2 separate regions of the Zea mays genome follow, and region 2 is linked to region 1. A link is a contact called in public Hi-C data. All regions are on one chromosome and are shown on one strand. Each heading gives the region's core, a stretch centred on a gene start, on an enhancer-like site or on the middle of the called end of the contact. The rest is flanking DNA. Distances are from core to core; before and after follow the strand shown.

Region 1 (5,901 bases), core at 1,429-3,928:
TGGTTTGTATAATTCCACAACATATTAGATATTTACATAGCAAATAATTTTATAGCACACACATGATAATATATCAAAAAGTCGATTCACAATATTATCCCCCTGCAAGAAAAGAATCGGCAGGCCCACATTGACCCCCGACTATGAGGAAGCTTGACCCATGCCAAAAACTTGGAGTTCAAAGGTTGGCCGCGAAGGGTTTGTAGTCGCTCCTGAAACCTCTAAGTGAGGGACAATTATGAAGCAGGCACCCAATGGCTAATACCCAAGCGCACGAGCACTAAGGGCACTAAGTCGAGTTTGAGCGCTAGGGAATGTCTCACTCATGGTTTTTCGCGAAGAGAGGTAGAGCATGCCGCCGAACCCGATCAAATGGGGTTGGAAACTATATGAGTTGGCACCTGAGAGTATGAGGACGCTTCCCAGTGGACCCCACCCCTGTATCCTATGAAAGGAGACAGGGCTTCACTCAGATTACCTGTTTAAAGCTCGACGAGCGCCATGATATCGACCATCGAGGGAAGCATGGTACAACTTACCATTCCCCTTCCCATGAACGGAATGCGCGAGGAGTAGTAAAAAAGACGAGGCACCCCATAGACGGATCCGCTGTAACAAACAGGGGACTCGAGGGGCTCGCTTCGCAGAAAAGTCCTCACTCGGATCGGCTGATTGAAGCCTACCGAGCGTCATGATCTCGACCATTGAGACAAGCATGGTACAACTCATCCTCCCCTTAAATTTACCATATATTTTCTCAATTGATATATATATTTTAGATACAGTTTAAACACGAATTCAAAGATTTATTCATTTTTTTGTTTTTTTGTTATAGAGAGCAAATAATGCATAAAAGAAAATAATTTTTATTTTTTGTAATTGATAGGTTAGCATCACCATCTAAGATGAGATGGCTTAGTACTCCGACATGGAATTGTGTGATATTTTGTAAACCATGGGACATGGAATAGTTCTTTTGAGATGTTTGAATGTCTAACTTGGTTATAAATATATAACGTGCAGATCCTGTTTGGAAACGTAGTATTTTTGCAGTTTTGAAACAATACTATGATATTTGATGATACTATAGTATTGGAACACAAAAGGTGTTTGGTTTGTACAGGCAAAACACAGTTTTAAATACCATGGTTTACCTGAAAACCGTGGTATTTTTGGAGTTTTCGAAACTCCACTCAGGACCTCAGTTTTCTTCTCTTCTCTCTACATATATTTTGTTTTTCCAATAGAACTAAACAGATCTCGGTTTTGAGGAATACTATGATTTTACTGTGGTAAAGTAATACCGTAGTATTTTTGTCATGTACACTTGTAAACTATAGTATCTCAAAACTACATCATTTCAAAACTGCATTTCCAAACAGGCCCGCAACCTGTATGTCTTGTGGGTCTATCATGCTATATACAATACGCTCTGCTTAGCATTACTAAAATGGAACTCGTATTTGCCAATCTATTTGTATAGTTTTGTTTGGACTGAAGGGATATAAAGGAGACCTTAATGCTGCAGGGAGAATTAGGTCTATCTGTATATGAAGAAAGCAGCAGAACTGAGTGCTATTTTGTAAATCTATTAGGTGAAACCGATGCTGTTTTATGGAGACATGGGTTTTCAGTGCTATTGTCTGAACACTGTGATAGATCGGCCCCTCCATCCTCCACGGGCCTCGGGACGCTGCGATGAATTGATGGCCATCTGCGCTGGCCAGACATTGAGAACTGGAACGGCGGATTGCACTGATTAATCGCTTGGCCCTTGGTGTTCCATCTCAAATCACTCGAGCGATCCTAATGGGTGTACGCCTCCTAGTATAAGTCACCGACGCCTTGCGTTCCTGCTACCCGCGCTCTTAGTACTCAGTTTTAGGCCCTGTTTGGAAACAAAGTTTTTGAAAACCACAGTTTTTGAAATACTATACTATACTTTAGTTATGACAATGCCGTAGTTTATAATACCGCAGTTTTAAAAACTGAGGTCCAGAGCTAAGTTTAGAATGCCTTAAAACAACTATAGTATTTGCAATACTTCAGTTTTGAAAACAGAGATTTTACCTAGCTTGCCAAACACCATTATGTATATAATACTGCAGTATTTAAGAATACTGCAGTATTCTTCCAAAACTGCAGAAAAACTTTGTTCCCAAACACCCCCTTACTAGTAGTCAGCACGAAACAAATCGACCATTTTCTCCGTCGCCGGATTTCGGCCGGAGTCCGGTGGTGAGACGATGAGCGACTACTACGACAGCGACGACGACGTCGTGCTTGTTCGGCAGGAGTCGTCTGATGGCCGCGTCCTTCGAGCCAAGTCTACGAGGGGGAAGGAGGCTAGCGGCAGCAGGTATGGGACGTGGGATCAGAGCGAGCTGGAGAGGCACGTCTTCTCGTGGCGGCTTCAGGATGTGCTCGATAGGAATCTCCTAAATAAAAAGGTGATCTTTTTCAGATTTTCATTTTATCTCTCCCTGTTTTTTTTTCAATCACAATTGACTGTTAGGCCTCATTTGGATCAAAGAATAAATTTCTGAATCCTACATTTTCCTATGTTTTTGAACTAATTCTTATGAAATTCTTATATCATTTCTGTGAATTTTTTGCGTTACGAAAGAGCCTCAGTTTTGTTCTTATTCTGGAGTATCTTTCGAAAAATGCAGGTCAAGAAAGTACCCAAGACATTCAACTCGCTTGACGGTTACTTGCAGTCCTTCATCCTGCCACTGATCGAAGAAACCCGCGCCGACCTCTGCTCCGCGCTGGAAGGCATCAGGCACGCCCCGGCGGCCGAGGTGACCCGGATGGTGCAGCTCGACGAAGAGCAGGACATATTCCGCATCGGGGTCAAGAATGCCGACGACCCCAAGTTGGCCCAACGAGACCAGGCCTATGTCCCGAAGGACGCCGACTTGCTGGTGCTGACGGACCGGAGGCCCAGGCACAGTTCCGAGCTGGGCTTGACTGGCAAGCCCTACCTGCTCTGCTCCGTGCTGAAAGCCCAGAGCGGCGACGGCACGGTGGTGCGGCTGTCACGCTCGCTCGGGCCAGCGGAAGGGCTGCCTCTTTTTGCCGTCTTCCTGGTCAACATGACCACATATAATCGCATACTGAACGCTTTGGATGCGCGTGCTGCGGCGTGTAGGAACACCAGCCTCATTGAGAAGACATTGGATCCAAAGGTATAATCCTAATGCATCAGTTTATATCTCTAGCTATTAAATATTGCTGTGTTTTTATTGCTTTACATGACGTTTTCTTTTTGCTGACGACAGTTTGGTCGAGACTACAACGTATCGTCGTCAGAAACACCTTCGAGTCTTCTGGATCGGAAGCTTGATGGCCTGAAGGATTTCGAGCTCAACGACTCGCAGCTGTACGCGGTGCACGACTGCGTTTCCGCAGTGCACCAGCCGGCCTGCTCCGTGCGCCTCATCTGGGGGCCTCCCGGGACGGGCAAGACGAAGACCATCAGCGCGCTCCTGTGGTCCATGCTGATCGAGAACCACAGGACGGTGACCTGCGCTCCGACCAACACTGCTGTGGCGGAGGTCGCGTCGCGGGTCCTTGGTGTTATCGAAGAGTCCGGCAGCGGCTGTGCTGCAACGAAGTGTTTCTTAGGCGATGTCGTGCTCTTCGGCAACGAGGACAGGATGGCCGTGGACCGGAAACTAGAAAAGATCTTCATAGGCTCGCGTGTTTGCCGTCTGCGTCAGTGCATGATGCCAAGCACAGGGTGGACAAACTCCCTGAGCTCCATGATTGTACTTCTCGAGGATCCGATGGTTCCGTATGAAAGGTATGATGAGGCCATACAAGGTTGTTTATTGCATTTTGTTTCAGAAGAAATCAAGCTAAGAAATGAAATAGCTGTCTGTTCTTTACGGACGATGGATGACAAAAAAGTTAAGGAGATGCAGAAAGATTTACTGGAAGTGCAGAAAAAAGTACGATTGGTAGAGCGAGAGAAAATGTCATACGAGACCTACTTCCAGAGTAACTACAAGAAGCTCGCTAAGGATTTGCGCACTTGTGTGGAGACTTTCGTCGATGATCTTCCCAGATCCGCAACGTCAGAAGAAAACTTTTGCTGCATGGCAGAGATGCCGCTCTTGCTCGATGCGTTTGGAGTGCTCGTGCAGTCTGAACCATTCGAACAGCTACAAGCGCTGTTCAAAAGGGACACCGATGTTAGTTTCCGGCTGAAGGATGCGAGATCCTCGTGTCTTTGCAAGCTACGGCTCCTTTCTTCTAACTTTGAGCTTCCGGAAATGTATGACAGCCGAACGATCGAAGAGTTCTTGCTTCAGAATGCTAAGATCGTGCTCTGCACAGCTTCGAGCTCGTACCGCTTGCACTACATGCAGAAGGCCCAGCCCTTGGAGGTCCTTGTCGTGGACGAGGCCGCACAGCTCAAGGAGTGCGAGTCACTGATACCCCTGCAGCTGCCTGGCGTCCGTCACGCTGTTCTCATCGGTGATGAGTACCAGCTTCCCGCATTGGTCAAAAGCAAGGTCGGTTAATCCCTTTCCCTTTCTGCCGTGATGTTGAATTTAATTTACATCGCCGGTTTTGATAATAAAAAAACATGCTGTGATATGCATGTACAGGTTTGTGAGGATGCAGGATTTGGAAGAAGTTTGTTTGAGAGGCTAACATCTCTAGAACAGCCCAAGCACCTCCTCGACGTACAGTACAGGATGCACCCATGGATCAGCAAGTTCCCTGTCTCCAGCTTCTACGGCGGCCGGATAACCGACGGCCCCAATGTCCTGAACAGGAACTACGAGAGGCGGCACTTGGCCGGCCCCATGTACGGGTCCTACTCGTTCATCAACATCGACGGCGGCAGCGAGGCCACGGGCAAGCAGGACCGCAGCCTGATCAACCCCGTCGAGGCAGCTGCTGTCGCCCGGATCGTTCAGAAGCTGTTCATAGGTATCTGACGCGGTTCCAAGATCTCCCTGGACCTAGAGCACACAGTACGTACGTTGAGCTGATCTGCTGAACGTTTGCGCAGAGTCGGTTGACACGAGGAAGGCGATCCGCGTGGGAGTGGTGTCGCCCTACAAGGGCCAGGTCCGCGCCATCGAGGAGAAGCTCGGCAAGCAGGTGTACTCGATGCACAACGGGTCGTTCTCGGTGAAGGTGCGGACCGTGGACGGGTTCCAGGGCGCGGAGGAGGACGTGATCATCTTCTCCACCGTGCGGAGTAACACCGCCGGCAAGATCGGCTTTCTCGCCGACACCAACCGCACCAATGTCGCGCTGACGCGGGCCAAGTGAGCTTTTTGTTTTTGTTTGTGTGTCTGCAATAGTGCTCTCGACGATGATGTTTTTGTTTGGTATGTTTTGCAGACATTGCCTGTGGATCCTGGGTAACGCGAAGACGCTGGCCAGCGGCAAGACGATATGGCGGCAGATCGTGGACGACGCCAAGGAGAGGGGCTGCTTCTTCGACGCCAAGGACGACCAGGACCTCGCCAGCGCCATAATCAAGGCCTCGATCGAGCTGGACTTAGTGGAGAATCTGCTCAAGTTTGACAGGCTGCGGATCGGCGGCTCGAGAAGGTCCGGGGTATGATGGTAAACTCAACTCGCAAGCTCCGGGTCCGGGGTTCCAACTACCAAGTTAGAAACACCAACTTTGGCCAAAGTCTGTGTGTCTTAAGTTTTGAACTATCTTGCTTATGAGGTGATGATGATGATTGATCTAGATCCCTTAAATAAATTTAACATCACATGAAGAATCATGTCCTCGTTTGTACGTACTTTTGTTGCTTTGGACGTAAGGCTATCGTTGCAGTGTTCCCGCGCTCTACTCGTCAATTGTTCTAAAGTTTCATTAGGCCAGCTTAAATCTATACACGCTAAAGTGAAAAGTGGCCGTTT
Region 2 (5,901 bases), core at 1,854-4,353, 160 kb after region 1:
GCTGTGACCTCGCCAGGCCGCGCCGCGCTGAGCCGCCGAGGTCGCGCCAGCAAGTCGGGTCCGCGTGGTCGCGCCACTGTGCCGCACGCCCGCAGGGGATGCGCCTCGGTACCCCGATGAATTCCCTAGATTTGTTGTTGTTACGTCTTTTTTTGTTTTCCCGGTCAGTGATCGGGTTTGCATCTCCATCGCCCACCGCCAGTCGACTCGCGCGCCCTCGACATCGGCTTCAACAACCCCGACTTCTTCATCTTATCCGATGGTGCAACTGGCATGGCATGTGGCGTAACCAAAACGCATGCATGTGTCTCTCCTCTTCGTTTGCACGTCCATCAATGTCGGCTCGTCGTCGCCGCCACCGATCAGGAGGCTCCACCATCGACATCACCATCGTCGTCTCCGACTCGCACGCCATCGGCCTGATCAACCGATCGCGGGTGAACCATCCTCCTGAGACGTTTGTCGTCCATCGCGCGATGCTTCGCCAAGCAAGAGGGTCGTAGTTACGTCGCCACCTCAATTAGCAGCATCGTCGTCTGTCGTCAACTAACGTCGTTGCATCTACATCATCGTCGACCTCGTCAGTGCGTGTCTCCCGCGCACGGTTTGAGCAAGCGGTTCGACACATGCGAGCTGCGTCGACACACCCATTGTTCTGCGCTGCGGGTCCTCCTGCATGCTGCGTCAACACCTTGCGCTGATGTTGTGCCTGTCCTAGGCGTGCCAGCCAGGCAACCACCGTCGCCGAACTGCACCGCATTTGTCATCGAGTTCTTCGCCGACAAATACCACCATCGCGCTCCACTGGCACCATTGAGGTTAGTTTCCTATGAGTCGTGGCTCTCGCCGCCGCGACTCCAGGAACCTCGATGTGTCGCCACGCCTACCTCTTCGCTCACGCCTACCTCTTCGCTTTGTCTAGCACAGCCTTGTCGCCAGATCTAGGGAATTCATTATCGCGTCCTCGACTACTTCATATACTCCGCTCTGACAACCGTGCGTTGCATCGACACTCCCTCCGTGCTTCATCACAACCGTCACGGAGGCCTCCTTTGCTGGTCCCTTGAGATGCTGGCACATATGGTTGGGGCCCTCTACCTAGTATGTCTGGTACTGGCACCATCGACACGTGCATTCATCCACGACACATTTCTAGGCTTGGCAAACCTAGAACACACATCGTCCATGGCTGCTTGACACGTCGCCCCCGGCATCGACACCCTCATCTGCCTCGACGCATCGCACCTTTGTCTACGACTGCTTCTCAACGCCACGGTCACCACGACGTCCTCTGGAGCGCTGTGACTTGTGCAGTTTGTTTTCTCCGTCATCCTCGACATCTTCCTCGACCACGACTACCCAACACACGGCACTTCGACAACGGCTCTGCGTCCTCATCCTTGGCTACCTCGACATCGGCACAAAGGGCTACTGCCTTGCTTGGGCAACCTCATTGGCTTCCACTCTAGCCACAGCATCTACGTCGCATCGACTGTTACGACTGTGGAGGGGATGTCAGCTCGACTGCTTCTTCTACAGTCTCATCGTCTGCGCCACTCCCTCTGTGACTGCGGAGGGATGTTAAAGTATATTAGGCAACACCGGATATGGATAGTTTAGGATTGATTGTAATCCGATGATAGCCTTCTTATCTCTAGGAGAGGCGCCTTGCCCTCCAAGCCATGTACTCTTATATAAACAGCTCGAGGGCTCAAGCAATAAACATCCCACATATTATACGCATTTTCTCCTTCCTTCACAGATAACCAGACAACACAATAAAGGTAAGAAACAGATAGGGAGAAAAAAATCCAATCATCCTCAACCTATATAATGTAAGCAAATCCAGTTTCACATTCACTCTCTTTGCGGTGAGAAAAACATGCTTCATATTATATTAGATTGCCAGATATGAAGCTTTACACCAAGAGTTATAGTCTATCAAATGTATGGCATTGGCATATAAAATTCGTAATGAGGTGTGAAAAGGTTATGATATTGTTTTTTTTATTCAGTGCAATTGCTCCTCCTATCGTGTCCAATATTCCTGCACTAAGACCTGTAGGATTTTTTTCGCTCATGTAATAGAACTAAATCCACATTACACAATGAAATGAACATCAATTCTAAAACCTTAGGTTTAGTGGCAGGAGATCAATTTGATTAGTATCTACATTGTTCCTAGATTCACCTTGACAAACTGTGGTACTCTCAAAATCCCAACGAACTATGCTAAGCACGAGAGAGCAAGCAGACTAGCAGAGTAAGGCCCTGTTTGTTTCCTTGTTGGATAATATAATCTAGCTTATAGATTATATAATCAGTTAAGCACCTATGACCTGCTTATGGATTATCATAATCTAGGTATCTAGATCATATAATCTACTTAATAATATGCGTTGTTTGTTTGTCTCTTAACTTATTTAAGCTGGATTATATAATCTAGAGGGTACAAACAGGGCCTAACACTTGTACCAAAAAAATCAAGAAAAGTAAACTACCTTTGCAGATCCCATGTCATTGCGCTTGGCAGCCTCCCTGATGGCTTTCTCCACGTTCTTCTCCTCCCTCTGCACATCTGCAAAAACAATTCATACCCAAAAATACTTACAGGTAAGGGTTAAGGGTTTGGCGCACAGCCCCCAGGGTCGGGAGAATCGCTCGGCTAATCGCATCACCGCCTTGGCCATTTCTGAGGCAAACCAGAGCAACAAGCAACACCCGACCACCAATCCTTGAATCACACCTAGTACCCGTCCACACGAGCCCGATCGCCAGTTCCCTTGGAGACCAGGGGAAGGAGATGTGGGGGACGAGAAGGGAAGGAGATGCGGGCGCGTTCGGGGGTAGGACCTCGGATCTGACGGTCGAGGACGCGGCACTCGTTGCGGAGGCGGCGCTGCCACTCGCGCAGCTGCTGCTGCGGCGTCGGCCGCGGCTTGAGCATGTTCTTCACCTTCTCCATCGGCGCCGGCGGCCCGAGGGGCAGATTGGAGGTGATTCCGCACTCGGATGCAAGAAGAAGCTTCACGCGGCGGGCTTATTCCCTCGAGGGAGAAGAGACGGGGGAGGGGGAGAAAGCGATGACGGTTGACGAAGAACCGTGAAATGGCGTTGGGAGATCACAGCTGCACCTACAGTTAGACGGTGAGAAATTCAGAATTCTGCCTTCGAGGTGGGTTTCACAACCTTGTCAGTTGTTTCACCAAATGTAACGGTAATGATTTACATTTTCAGGTGTCGTTTGGTTCATGAAATATAACGTAAATATTAATGATAATGATTAACACTCGATTACCGACGGTAACCATTTTGAATAAGCCGGTACTCATTTTCAATATAGTATTGATTACGGTTGTACTTAAACAAATATAATTTAACGTTACAGTGGTATTAAATTTAAATAGATCAGTATCAATTTTTAAAGTGGTACCTTATTACAGTTGTACTTAAACAAATATAGTTTAATGTTATTGGTACCTTATTGTAGTTGTACTTAAACAAATATAATTTAACGTTATTAGTTATCTATTACATTACAAATATGTGAATTAAATAAAATATGTTGCACCTGTTGTAATATCATTTTGATGTTTTATAAAAACAAAAAAAATATTTATAGAGACATTGAGGGCTATTTTAGGAACCTCAAATTCACTTTAGGATTTGAGGGAATTGAGGTGGAAATGAACTAATTTTCTCTTCAATCTCCTTCAATCCCGAAGGAGATTTGAATTTCCAAACTAATTCTAAGGGACAATATTTATAGAGACATTGAGGGACAATTTTACCCTTATTATTGTTCATCCATTATCACTTCGGTGACTGATGTTCGTCGTAAGCCCCTGTTGTCTCTATGTGTCCCAATAAAACTAGACCTCAATATCCATACAAATATATACATTTCTTTTTTATTTTATTAAACGATCAAATGACATTACAGCGTGCAACATTTTTATAATGATATTCAGATGAAGCCTCATAAACTGATGACAAAGTAGCGAATTCCACTTTTCATAATGTCATAATTCCAAATTTCTTCTGCACGTGTTACATGCTTACACTGGCTCCTATTGGTAAGGCTATCTCTAGCAATCCTCGTCTCTCGTTTTTAACTTCATTCTGTAAACAGCGCAATCTATAGTTCAAAACAGTGTTTTGCACCGTTATATGAGCTTATTTGGTTGTATGAGATTAAGGGGTTGTGGGGCACAAAGTGACCTAACAATTTTTAAGAGAACATATTATATTAGGATGATAAGTACTTGATTGTGCTAACTTTTGGGGTCTACGAAAGTAACTCGTGGCATAGCTACATAAGAGTATATCTTGCGGTTATAGAAGAACATGTTGGTTATAGAAGAGCTCAAGAGCATGTTTGATGAGAGAGAGCTAGTTACTAATTCAGCTAAAATACTTTAAATTAGTTAAATTTGATTAGATAGATTACTAGCAACTAAATAGAGAGACTTGGCTAAAAATATTAGTCAATATATTAGCCCTTCTCATTAGATATACTAGTAGCTAATTTTTTAAGCTAGCTAGTAATTAGCTCTTGTCTCCAAACACATCTTATTCTGCCATTGCACATACATGGAGCTTTTTGCATGTAGTTGTGCCCCAAAAACGAACTGTCATAGCACACCTCTTCTTTTGGGTTTTTTAGACGGTTTAAATATGTCCAATGGAGACATATAACATATAGAGACGTCAGTACATAGTGCTATCTTAAAACATAATAGTAATATAAGAAGAGAGAAAGCGGAAACCTAAAGTTAATATGAGAAGGAATAATAAAATGAAACTTGATGAGATTAGGGTTCAAAACATACGAGTAAAATCCCGTCCCGACCTGTACAATTTTTCACATTTGACCCGTCCATTTTCGTATTTGTGGAAAAATCAAGAAACGGGGAAAACGGGAGAAGGTCTATTCCGCCAGCTTTTGTGGGAACCCGTATTTAAGAAATCCGAGATCGGCCCAATCAATACAACTATAAAGCATGAGTTTCTTTGTGCGTTGTTGAAAGGTAAATGTGCTATGTGTCGTTTCTACATTAGTTTTGATGATTAATGACCAATTGTAACAACCTGATTTTTGGGTATAAAAAATTCTTTGCTCTATACTCAAAATTCAGTTATTATTCTCTCTTTTTCTTGCTTTCCTTTTCTCTTTACTAAAATAATGGAGAGTTATTTTGTTATATATTGGCTTAAGCCTAGTGAAATGGGCCCTAGAGGTGCTTTGGTTGTTGCATTTATGTTGTTGCATAGTGTTTCTAAGTGTAAAAGGTATTTGACACATGTTAATATACCATATAGAAGCTTTTGATAAATTTTCATATTTTCAGAATAATTTTCTATTTTTCAAAAACCAAATTCTATTTATTCGAGGTACTTAAAAATATTTTCAAAGCTCTAAATCTGTTTTTGAGTCCATTGGGTGCCAAATGATGTCTAGTAATTTTCTTAGAATTTTTGGAACCTTCGAAATATTTTTCGGACGTTAAATACAATTTCAGTATTTTTCTAGAATTATTTTAATTCTAAAAAATCGGTTTATTCCGGAAAAATAATATATCTTTAAACCCTAGCAATATATATGGCTGGAAACCTATTGAAAGGGAAATAAGCTCAAACCTTTTCCTAAATGATTTTGGTGGTTGAAATGTCTAACACAAATAATTGGACTAACTAGTTTGCTCTAGATTATAAGTTCTACAGGGGCCAAAGGTTCAACACAAACCAATAAAAAGTCCAAAAAAGGGTTCAAATAAAAGAGCAAAAGACAATCGAAGGCTGCCCTGGTCTGGCGCACCGGACTATCCGGTGCACCACCAGACAGTGTCCGGTGCACCAGGGAGATCATCTTCGAACTTGCCACCTTAGGGAATTCTGGGA

What was found. Hi-C and Micro-C count contacts between places; a contact is called where the count stands out from the background.
Region 2: a Hi-C map of tassel shows a contact between it and region 1, with 2.2 times the contacts expected there. The contact joins the promoter of LOC100216894 here to the promoter of LOC103633164 in region 1. A contact is called at or near these places in 2 of 25 Hi-C or Micro-C datasets (leaf and tassel).

What each region holds. Positions count from the first base shown.
Region 1 is chr7:154,527,976-154,533,876 of Zm-B73-REFERENCE-NAM-5.0, forward strand. It overlaps LOC103633164 (P-loop containing nucleoside triphosphate hydrolase superfamily protein), which reads left to right and starts at 2,679. Exons shown (of 5, transcript XM_020541194.2): 1 at 2,679-3,191; 2 at 3,285-4,523; 3 at 4,620-4,947; 4 at 5,030-5,291; 5 at 5,368-5,774. The coding sequence starts at 2,814. The coding sequence ends at 5,593.
Region 2 is chr7:154,683,810-154,689,710 of Zm-B73-REFERENCE-NAM-5.0, forward strand. It overlaps LOC100216894, which reads right to left and starts at 3,104. Exons shown (of 5, transcript NM_001143281.1): 1 at 2,502-3,104. The coding sequence starts at 2,516.